Regions from separate parts of the Mus musculus genome. Here region 1 is linked to region 2. A link is a contact called in public HiChIP or PLAC-seq data. All regions are on one chromosome and are shown on one strand. Each heading gives the region's core, a stretch centred on a gene start, on an enhancer-like site or on the middle of the called end of the contact. The rest is flanking DNA. Distances are from core to core; before and after follow the strand shown. Region 1 overlaps Tnip1 (TNFAIP3 interacting protein 1). Region 2 overlaps Pdlim4 (PDZ and LIM domain 4).

Region 1 (4,675 bases), core at 1,443-3,942, 890 kb after region 2:
AGTTTCTATGTATAGCCCTGGCTGTCCTGGAACTTACTCTGTAGACCAGGCTGGCCTCAAACTCAGAAATCTGCCTGCCCCTGCCTCCCAAGAGCTGGGATTAAGGGTGTGCCACAGCTATTTTATGCAACCCTGTAAGTCCCCTCTCAGGGGAAGATGCCAGGTTTTGAGAACTCTCCTTATACCAAATATGGTGGGAAGAGGACACTGGGGAGATAGCTCAGTCAGTAAAGAGCTTACCACACGAGCACAAAAGCCTACGTTTGAGCCCCGGAACACACATTTAAAGATGGCGGGGCAGGGGTGGGGGGGGAGTAGTGAGGTGGCTGAAGGGGGTGCTTGCTCCCTAAACTGACAACTGGAGCTTGATATCAGGCCCCCATATGATAGGAGAGAACCCATTCCTTTATAAGTTGTCCCCTGACCTTCACACAGATACACAATAAATGTAATAATAAATCTAAAAAGCCAGAAGCCAAACATAGTGGCTCACACCTGCAGTTCCAGCATGAATGCAAGGCCAGCCTGGGGACACTGTCTATAATCCAAGAGCTGAGGCGGTGGACGAAGGGAAATTCCCAGAACTGACTAGCCAGCCAGTGTAGCCTAATTGGTGAGTCCTAGGCCAGGAAGAGAGAGCCTGTCTCAAAAAACAGTGACTGGCAGTGAGCCGAGGCTAGCCAGGTGAAGGTCAGGGCAGAGGGAACTACAGGCCCTTGAATCAGGGGCTCCTCCATTTTACAAGAATCATCTCAGGGTCCAGTGACTGGGCCCCAGAGCCAGCACTCCCTCATCCCCACGTGCCTGCCAAGGCTGAGGTCGTGTTGTGTCCACCCTTGTGCTTAGCAGACAAAGTGCCCCAGGGCTCAGGGAATAGCCTGGAGACAAGGTTAGTGAGCGAAGGATAGCCAGCCCTTCAGGGACAGCCATCAGAAAGGACGCAGACAGTCCTCAGCAGTCACCCTTTCCAGTCTCTGGTGTGATCGTCCTGTGGAGGTCACGGGAAGAACACAGAGAAATAATTTCCTCCAACAGCCTGGTGGCTGCCTAGGTCTGTCTATAGCTGGAGACATGACACCTCTCCTGGGTTCAAGATAGACAGGGAGCAGAGGGGCAAGCCAGAGATATCACCAGAGGGCACAGAAAGGCCTGGCCCAGCTGGAGTCAATGGAGACCACCCAATGAATGGACAAGGGAGGGGGCATCCAATGGCTGGGTTTTACCATTTGAAGAATTCATCTAGTTTGGATTTTTGAGACAGGGGCTGGCCCTGAACTCAAAACATTAGCAAAGAGTGATCATGAACTTCTGGCTCCCATCACCATCTTCTTAGTGCTGGGATCATAGGTGTTCCCCAACACACCTGACTTAGGTGATACTGGGACTAGAACCCAAGTTCACTCATGGTAGGTAAGCACTCCACTAACTGAGCCATACCCTCCACCCAACATCTGGGACAGAGCAAAGGACCAACACAGAGAGGGCTTGGCACAGAACGCAGGCCAGGAAAGGGTTTGAGGTGAGTTATCCAGAGGCCTGGGAAGTGGGGTTACTTGCCGCCTGGGGCTAAGACTCTAACAGCCTCAGCCATAGCCTCAGCCAGTATGCAGACAGATCTCCCACAATGCTGAGGGGTGACACTGCCATCCCTTAGAGCTGCGTGCAGAACCTACCTGGTCTGCACTAGGAGCTGTCAGTCACAGGGGAGTAGGAGACAGTTCTAGCCTCACAGTTAGCACTGAGACCCACCAGCTCGGCTGCAGCCCAGCCATCTGAGTGTCCAGACAGACATTCCCATGCCTGGGATCTTTGGGGGGTCTTGCCCAGCCCAGTTAACAGCTCCCCAACTAAGCACAACCTTACACACTATCTGCTATGTCCATCCAGCCCCCTAAAAGGCCCAGGCCCTACTCTGTACCTTCCATCTTTCCAGGGCCCCCATCACTTACTTCTGGAAATCCCTCGTTATCAATCAGGTGCTCCTGAAAGACTTTATACCCAAGCCACATCCACGGTGGCTAGCCTGTCCCCTGGCTCCTGATGCTGTCACAAAGAGCTCCCAGCCAGGAGGAGCCCTGGAAGGCAAAAACAAGCTCTGGCATACAGATACAGCCTGACCACCACCCAGCTGAAGGCAGCTGAAACACTTCCTCCTGCGATCCATCCTAGAACTCACGGTTGGAGATCAGGCGGGCCTTGAAGTCAGAGAGATCTGCCTTCCTCTGTCTCCTGAGGGCAGGGAGTAAATGTCTGCATCACCATACTTGGCTCACAAATAAATCTACTTTAGATCATGATAAATGAATGAACAAAGTAGTAACATGACAGAAAGTGAGAGGGCTGTGTGTTTTGCATAGGAAGAGCAGGGAAGGCCCCCTCTCAGGAGGTGACATTTGAGCTGAGACTTGACAGATAAGGAAAAAGCAGCCATGGGAAGGGCTAGAAACTGGTCAGGGCATTTGGGATGGCAGGCATAAGGGCTCAGTGTGAGAACAGGCTGAGAACACACACGGCTGGGAAAAAGCAGGTAGCAGGGCCTGCCAAATCACAGTGGGCACAGAAGGGAGCCAGCACCCAGGGGAGGGAGGCATACAAATAACCTTTCAGAGCACCACCATACTCAAACCAGGTCCGTCTGACCCAGCCGGGACATCCGGGCCAGAGACACAGTACTGGGGGTGAAGGAATGAGTCAGACCCATGGCTTCCTGGGGCCCCAAGGGAGCTGCTACGGGCATCCAGGGACAGGCACCCACACCCACAGGTCACCCACGTGGAGGGGACAACATGACCAGATATATAAAAATACTGAATGCTCCCATCTGTTGCTCCCAGAGGGTAAAGATTAAATGTGTCCACAGAGGACTAATACCTAACTAATTTCCCAGGACACAGTCATGACGACAGTCTAAGCCAGCAGCAGAACATAGCCCTTGGGACTAGGGGTGTACTTTACTTGGTACAGGGCTTGCCTAGCATAAATGAAGCTCTGGGTTCAACCCCACAGTACCCTATAAACCAGGCATAGTGGTGCATGCCTCTAATGCCAGCACTCAAACTGATGCAGGAGGATCAGAAGTTTTGAAGGCCAGCCTGGGCTATAAAGAACCCTATTACAAAATAAAACAAAATAACAATTTAGAACTGGCCAGATAGCTCAGAGAGTAGAGGTGTTTGTCACAGCAACCTGAGTTCAAGTCCAGAAACCAGTATGATAGAAGGAAAAAGACAACTGGTGAAAGTTGTCCTCTGACTTCCACTTGGGTATGGATACCCAGGCACACACTCACCTCCAAGTACAAATGAATACATGTAAAATTGAAATCGGACAGAGGGTCCAGCTAAAATATGAGACACTATCAGGTCAGAAAGAATAAATGACATCAGGCATGGTGGAACACCCCTGTAGTGCCAGTAGGCACAGAGAGCTGCAGGGTTAAGGTCAGCCTGGACTAAGAAACTCTCTCTCAAAATAAATAAATAAATAAATAAATAAATACGCAAAAGAGTAAATAATTTCTGAATGTAAAAACTACACATTTAAAAAACTTTTCAGGCCAGGCAGTGGTGGCGCACACCTTTAATCCCAGCACTTGGAAGGGAGACAGAGGCAGGTGGATTTCTGAGTTCCAGGCCAGCCTGGTTTACAAAGTGAGTTTCAGGACAGTCAGGGCTACACAGAGAAACCCTGTCTCAAAAAACCAAACAAACAAACAAAATTTATGGTTAGGAGTCACCACAACATGAAGACCAGCATTAAAGGTCAGAAGCCAACTTCTCAGTGTAAGGTTACTAGAATTACCATTATGCGTTAGTTTTACAGGCCATTTACTAGATACAAAGGAACGCTGAGCCTGCTTAGCTAGTGTGAATATTCCACTCTCCCAACACAATGTCCTCCCTCAAGGACCAAAAAACAATTCTGTGAGTCCTCCGACAGTCCACTCACAAGTGTGAATTCCCCTCTACCACACCCCTCATTGTTGGCACTGTGAGTAAGAGCTGATCAAATCCCACTCTGACTGACTGTGAAATCAAAATGAGGCATCGGGAATTCACACGGTTCCCACACTGCCATTCAACAAGGGGGTGGGGACGGCTGCTGCAGAGACTTTTGCTTCATCCACAAAAGTCCCTCCCTCCCCTTTACCAAAACAGTTCCTCAGAGACAGCACCAAATTCCCACCCACTGCCGGGTACAAGATGAATACAGGCACAGCACAACCCACTTCCACACACGTGATCTCACACAGAAACATAGAACGGTCCCACGGTGCACGGCTGTTAAACACAGCCCAAAGTAGAAAAAAGAATCACTCCTAAATTATTCCCAGAAACTCACTGTATCTACCCAGCACCTGTGTGCACTAAAGCCCCTTACAAAACAAGCTTAATGGGGATGGAACAGGGGGCTTTGCAGCCAACAACCAGGTTGGAATCCTGACTTTGCAATTCACTAGTTGTGTGATTCCAATCTGCAAGTTGCTTGGTGTTGCTTTAAATGTTATCAAAAACTCTATTAGTTCTTAATTTGACCCGACCAGCCCCCAATAATTAAGACTGAATAATTTAAGATTAAAGAGATCCGAACAGCTCCAGCACAATTACTGGTCGAATTAGCCCCTGATCTATTTTTCTAAAGCTAGACAGGCTAATTCTCAGCTGTACTCAAGTAT
Region 2 (5,062 bases), core at 439-2,938:
CCCTCCGCTCCCAACTAGTCTCTGCCCTGTCCCTTTCAGCACTGATGCTGAGAGGAGCCAGGCGTCTCACAGGAACAGCCCGCCCGCCTTCTGCTCCCTGTTGCCTGTTTTTTTTTTTTTTTTCCTTCTGCCAAATCTGTTCTCTTCTCCCTGCCTGAAGGGCCTCAGACAAAGCAAGCTACTAAGATCCAAATGTTTCCCGGGATGAGCTGAAGTCTGGGACAAATCAGCTCACCCTCTGCCTTCACCAACCTCCCCTGTCACTGCTCTGATCTCAAAGCACACGCACCCCTGGGCTTCAGGTGCTTGTGGGGTGCATTTCCTCTTCCTACCCGCTCTGTCTGGGTCCTAAGGTTTGGACTTGAATCTCCTTCCTCTGGAGAGCCCTCTCTGACTTCTTATTGAAATGTCTCTCTGTCCTGGTCCTTTTTCTTCCATGTGGAGAGAGCAGACAAGAGCAGGCCCAGAAGCCACACCTCTCATACTGAGTACTCTGGATTCAAGCTACATCACAGATTAGCCCAGGAGTGACCTTGTCCAGGGATGTGGAGCATGGTCTAGGTATCTGGAATTTGGTGCACTTGGCTTCTCTTCTCATGAGAACTCAGTGCAGCCAGGTTTGCTCTCTCTCCTTGAGGACAGTGTGACAGCTGCAACTCCTCTGGGACATGAAAAGGGACCTCTCCAGCTTTAGAGTGCATGAGGGTCGTGCAAGACAGGAATGGCCACAGCCTGATTCCTCACAGCCACCTGCCTACCCTCATCTCTCTCTAAGCCTGCTGACTTCTTTTTGATTGGGTCTCTCTGGGTGTGGGAGTAAACTTCAGCTCTGTGTGGAGAGATCTTGAGCCAAGACCTAGCCCAGCCCCATCCCATCCCAGGCACCCTAGCCAAGAATGCAGGCTAGCCTGGAGTTGGGTCAAGCACACTGCAGGGGCTCCAGGGCAAGGGATAGAAGCAGGCATGTCCTAGAGGAGCTGTCTACTTCAGTATACCCTGGCTGTCTGACCATCAGTGTGAGAATTTCACTGAAGTCTGTTGGCCATGCCTGCCTCTTGTCCTGGGTTCACTCTGAGCTAGCTGGGCCAGGTGAGCAGTGTCTATACCTACCTGGGACTCAGGGTCAATGTGGATCCTATGTGCTTGAGCCTTGTCATCAGGAGCACTGGGCCAGTTCTTATTCTCAGGCCTGTGGCAGGAATTGGGATAGTGAGATATGTCTGCTTATTAGTCTCCATCCCATGCCTGAAACCAGAGCTGGGGGAGAAGAGAAATATCCAACATTCCCCCTCTCTTTAGCATGGTGCTGTCTGCTGAAGCAAGAAGCCACAGCTCAGGTCGTCACCCTCCTGGGGCAGAGCTGTGCTCCCTTTCCTGCCAGTGGCCTGGTGCCTTTCTGGTCTCATTCCTAAAGACCTTGCAGGAGAGGGCTTGCACCTCAGACATTCTCCTCCCTCATGGTGGCCTGCAGAAACTCCACTCCAGGAGGCTCAGGGCACAGCAAGGCAAGCCAGGCCTCACACATGGATAAGCCGGGAGCCAGTGGGAGCCAGTCGGCTCATCCTCTGACCTCCGTAGCCTCTGGCCGGGGCCTGAGTGGCTCTCGGGGAGGTGAAATGGAGGCTGTGGGGGAGCACCTCCCGTCCTGCTGCCTCCACCCACTCAGGCAGAGTCATCACTGAGGTCTGCCCAGCCCAGATGGGAAACAGGCCATTAGGAAATTCCTGCTTCGCCATAGAAACCAAAAGCCAAACACCACTCAGGAGGGAGAAAAACATCGTAAACCTGCCATAAGCAGGACGGGCAGGCCTAAAGGCTGTGGGCCCAGCCCTGCCACTCAGTAGCTCTATGGAAGGCAAGCCAGGAGGGTGTGTGGACCCTGGGTTGGCAGGCGATGTATAATAAGGCTGGTTAGAGTGTGGAAATAATGTTCCTTAACCAAGAGGCCTCCTGAGGCCTCTCAAAGTCTTATGACTGGGGTTGAAGCTCACTCATGCCTCCTTTTCAGGGAAGATTGATTGATTGATGATTGATTGATTGAGGCAAGGTCTCTCTATGTAGTCCTGTGTGTCCTGGAAACTCACTATGTAGACTAGATTGGCCTTGACCTTAAAGAGACCCACCTACCTCTGCTCCCCAGTGTGCCACCATACCCAGCGCAATGGCTCGGTGATTTGACACTACGTCCACATGGATTCTGTGCTTTCATCTCTGTTCACACTGCCCACAGTCTTCTGGGGCCCAATCCTTTCCTCACAGCCCTGGCTCTAGCCACACAGCTAGGTTCCCGAGTGACCCCTTTAAAATATCTCCAACCATGTCTTCTACTTGCTCTGACTTCTAGTCATGACACACCAGGGATGCCCTGTCTGGATGCTTTTCTAAATACCTGCCCAAGAATGGCACAAACCTGTGGTCTAAGGGCCATGAGAGTGGCCTAAGATGTCAGATAAGAACGGAGGGCTTAGTCATGTAGTGGGCTCTCCTTCAGGGCTCCTCGGGTGAGTAGTAAGCTTGTTTAAACAAAAGGAGAAGCAAAGGTTGGGCTATGCAAAGCAACAAGCGATGGCAATAAAGACTATCATGGCAGTGTTGTGGTTGATAGGAGGAAGGTCCTGATCTACAGTACAATGGGATCTGACTTGAACTATTGGAAGCCTGACTTTGGCCCCATAGAAAATAAGTCTAGAAGGAAACAAAGCCTTTCCTGCATATCTCAGGTTGTGGGAGAATCAGTGGGGCACCAGAGGCAGGGAAGCTGTTCTAAGAATGCCAAGTCCCTCACTCTAGCCAGGTCATTAGGCTGGCTGGCCCTCAGCAGAGCCTCTTAAAGAGGTGGAGGATGTGTCTGGGGCCCAGGCATAAGCCTTGAGGAGTGGGCTGAACAGGGAGCAGAGACAGAGGCCTGTAAGGGAGCCCAGTAGAAAGAGGGTTGGGTTGAGGGTCTAGTCTAGGTGGCCACGTGGTCAAATTGCCCCAAGTCTGGTGTGTGAGGGAGGACTGGAGATGGTGGAGGGAGGGAGAGTCTTAGGGTGTCATTCTGACTGAGAGAGCCTGGCACCTCCTTACTACTCAGTGTCAAGGTCACAAGGCAGCCCTTGATTTAGGATTGGAGAGGTTTGGGGTCTGCATAAAGCACTTGTTGGAAGTCAGACGGCACTGTGACATGGACCATGGACACTCATCTGTCCCGTGGCCACACTGCATGCTGGGGCTGTAATTCCCAAAATGCAACACAGCAGTGGCCTTCTGGCTCCATCCATGCCTAGATCGGAACAAATGACCAGGAAAGGAAGGAAGGAAGGAAAGGGGACCTCCACCCTGCTACCATCCCTGACATCATTCTCTCTGGGAATCTCCTGACTCAGGACCCTTTGAGCCTCCTCACAGCTCTGCCATCCCTAGGGCTGCCCTCATTTAGCTAGAGAACAAAGCCAGAGGTGAGTCAGGGCCCAGGAACCCAGCCAAGCTGGGAGGCCTCAGAGGCTACTTGCGGGCAAAGCTTTCCTTAACCAGCCATGCCGCAGTCTGGCAGAGAGTAAGGAACTGGATGTATGGGAAAGAAACCCAGGCTCATAGAGCCCTTGTGGGTACCTAAGATAGAAGGGTCTAGATGAAGCTGAGGCGTCCTTGCTGTGTGCCCAATGGAATAAAGACTTGCAGCTGGGCTGCTCAGTGCCAAGGGCATGTCCAAGATTCCTGAGCCCAACAGGGACCTGGCTACGGGCCAGGCACAAACAGGGGCTACCTAATAACGTTTCTCGTTGTGTTTAAAAGCTCCGAGCCAATGGATCAATCAGGCATGGGTTAACTGTGTTGTGGTTTGGGGATGGTTTCGCCCACACAGATCCACGGGGGGTCGTGGAAAGTCCCCGTTAGCAGTGAATGTGGCAAAACTGAGTTATGTCCTCTGGGCCCAGGCAGGGAAGGCGGATGAAGCTCTCACTCAGCCAGAATTAAGCCAACTGCTAGTGGGAACTGATTAAAAAGGCAGAGCCTAAGCCCAGGAAAGGGCTGAGTGTTCACCACAGCACCTTCATGACGACGGGATACTCAGCGTTCGTTACAAGGTCCACGGAAGGAAAGCCTGTTCCAAATCCAGATTTAACCAGACAGAGTCATAGGCCCTGGTAAAGACAGCTGTTGAGGCAGAACAGCTGTGGGATTGGTTAGAAAGGTTGGCAGCCACTAAAAGAAGAGAGAGAGGGGGAGGGAAGGAAGAGGGGGAAGTGGGGGAGGGGAGAAGAAAAGAGAGGGAGGAGAAAAGAAGAGGAGAGAGAAGAGAGAGCATGCTCACTTACTCTCTATTGCCTGGCTATGCAACTTTAGGTGTCCTCTACCTTGCTAGTTTCATCTGTAAAGTGGGGCCTACGCTAGGTTTTACATTTGTAAGTTAGTCTGAAGATGAGCTGTGCATCAGACTGGTCCTTGGTGGAGGGAAAAGGATTGATGGGAGGTGCAGGGTGGGGCGGTTGCTTTTGCTTTGAGATAAGATCTCACCACACAGTTCAGACTAACCTTGAATGTTTGCTTCTCCTAGCTCAGCCTTCTAGGTACTGGGGCTACAGGTGTGCACCACCCAGCTTAAGATCTTATTTCTGCTCCCACAAGGGCAGCAAAGCGCTCCAAACCCTGGATTGTAAAGGCTCCTCCCAGCTCTAACCAGTGCTGTCTAAGCACCATGACTGCACCAATGCTTAGGTTGGGCCGGAGTGAGGCACAAAGGCTGGGCTGGCTCAGCTCACCAGACTGGCTAGCACCCCTCCTCACTCCGATCACGTCTCCAGCCCAGCCTGCCCATACACACCTGCTGACCGAGAGCGTAAGATGATCGTGGCAGCCTTTAATGCGGTTCTGGGCCTCCAGGTGTGTCATGAGCTCAGTGCTCTCGCCGTTGATGGCTTGGATCAAGTCACCTGGGCACAGGGCAGCCAGGGCCGCTTTGCTCCCAGCATGAACCTGTGGTTAGAAAAACCACACGGTTGGCACAGTTACTACATGGACGCCTGCACTAGATTCCCATCAACCTCAGAACCTGGCCAGTGTGGCCTTGTGCCAGTGT

Evidence for each region. HiChIP or PLAC-seq counts read pairs in DNA pulled down with a chosen protein or histone mark.
Region 1: a contact with region 2 is called in a FOXA1 HiChIP or PLAC-seq map of pancreatic cancer cells. The contact joins two enhancer-like sites. A contact is called at or near these places in 2 of 39 promoter capture datasets (hippocampal neurons and liver) and 1 of 115 datasets of contacts at active chromatin or transcription factors (pancreatic cancer cells).

What each region holds. Positions count from the first base shown.
Region 1 is chr11:54,950,174-54,954,848 of GRCm38.p6, forward strand. The region is part of intron 2 of Tnip1 (TNFAIP3 interacting protein 1); the gene reads right to left. Among named protein-coding and RNA genes, the nearest start is that of Tnip1, 10 kb to the right of the region's middle. Within about 2 kb of position 2,693, at least 47 of the 459 cell types and tissues checked have an H3K27ac peak or open chromatin away from gene starts, as enhancers often do. A contact at or near this core is called in pancreatic cancer cells, where this site is marked.
Region 2 is chr11:54,058,828-54,063,889 of GRCm38.p6, forward strand. Pdlim4 (PDZ and LIM domain 4) reads right to left here. Exons shown (of 7, transcript NM_019417.3): 2 at 4,808-4,959; 3 at 1,111-1,189. Among named protein-coding and RNA genes, the nearest start is that of Pdlim4, 7.7 kb to the right of the region's middle. RefSeq lists an enhancer at 1-588. Within about 2 kb of position 1,689, at least 164 of the 459 cell types and tissues checked have an H3K27ac peak or open chromatin away from gene starts, as enhancers often do. A contact at or near this core is called in pancreatic cancer cells, where this site is marked.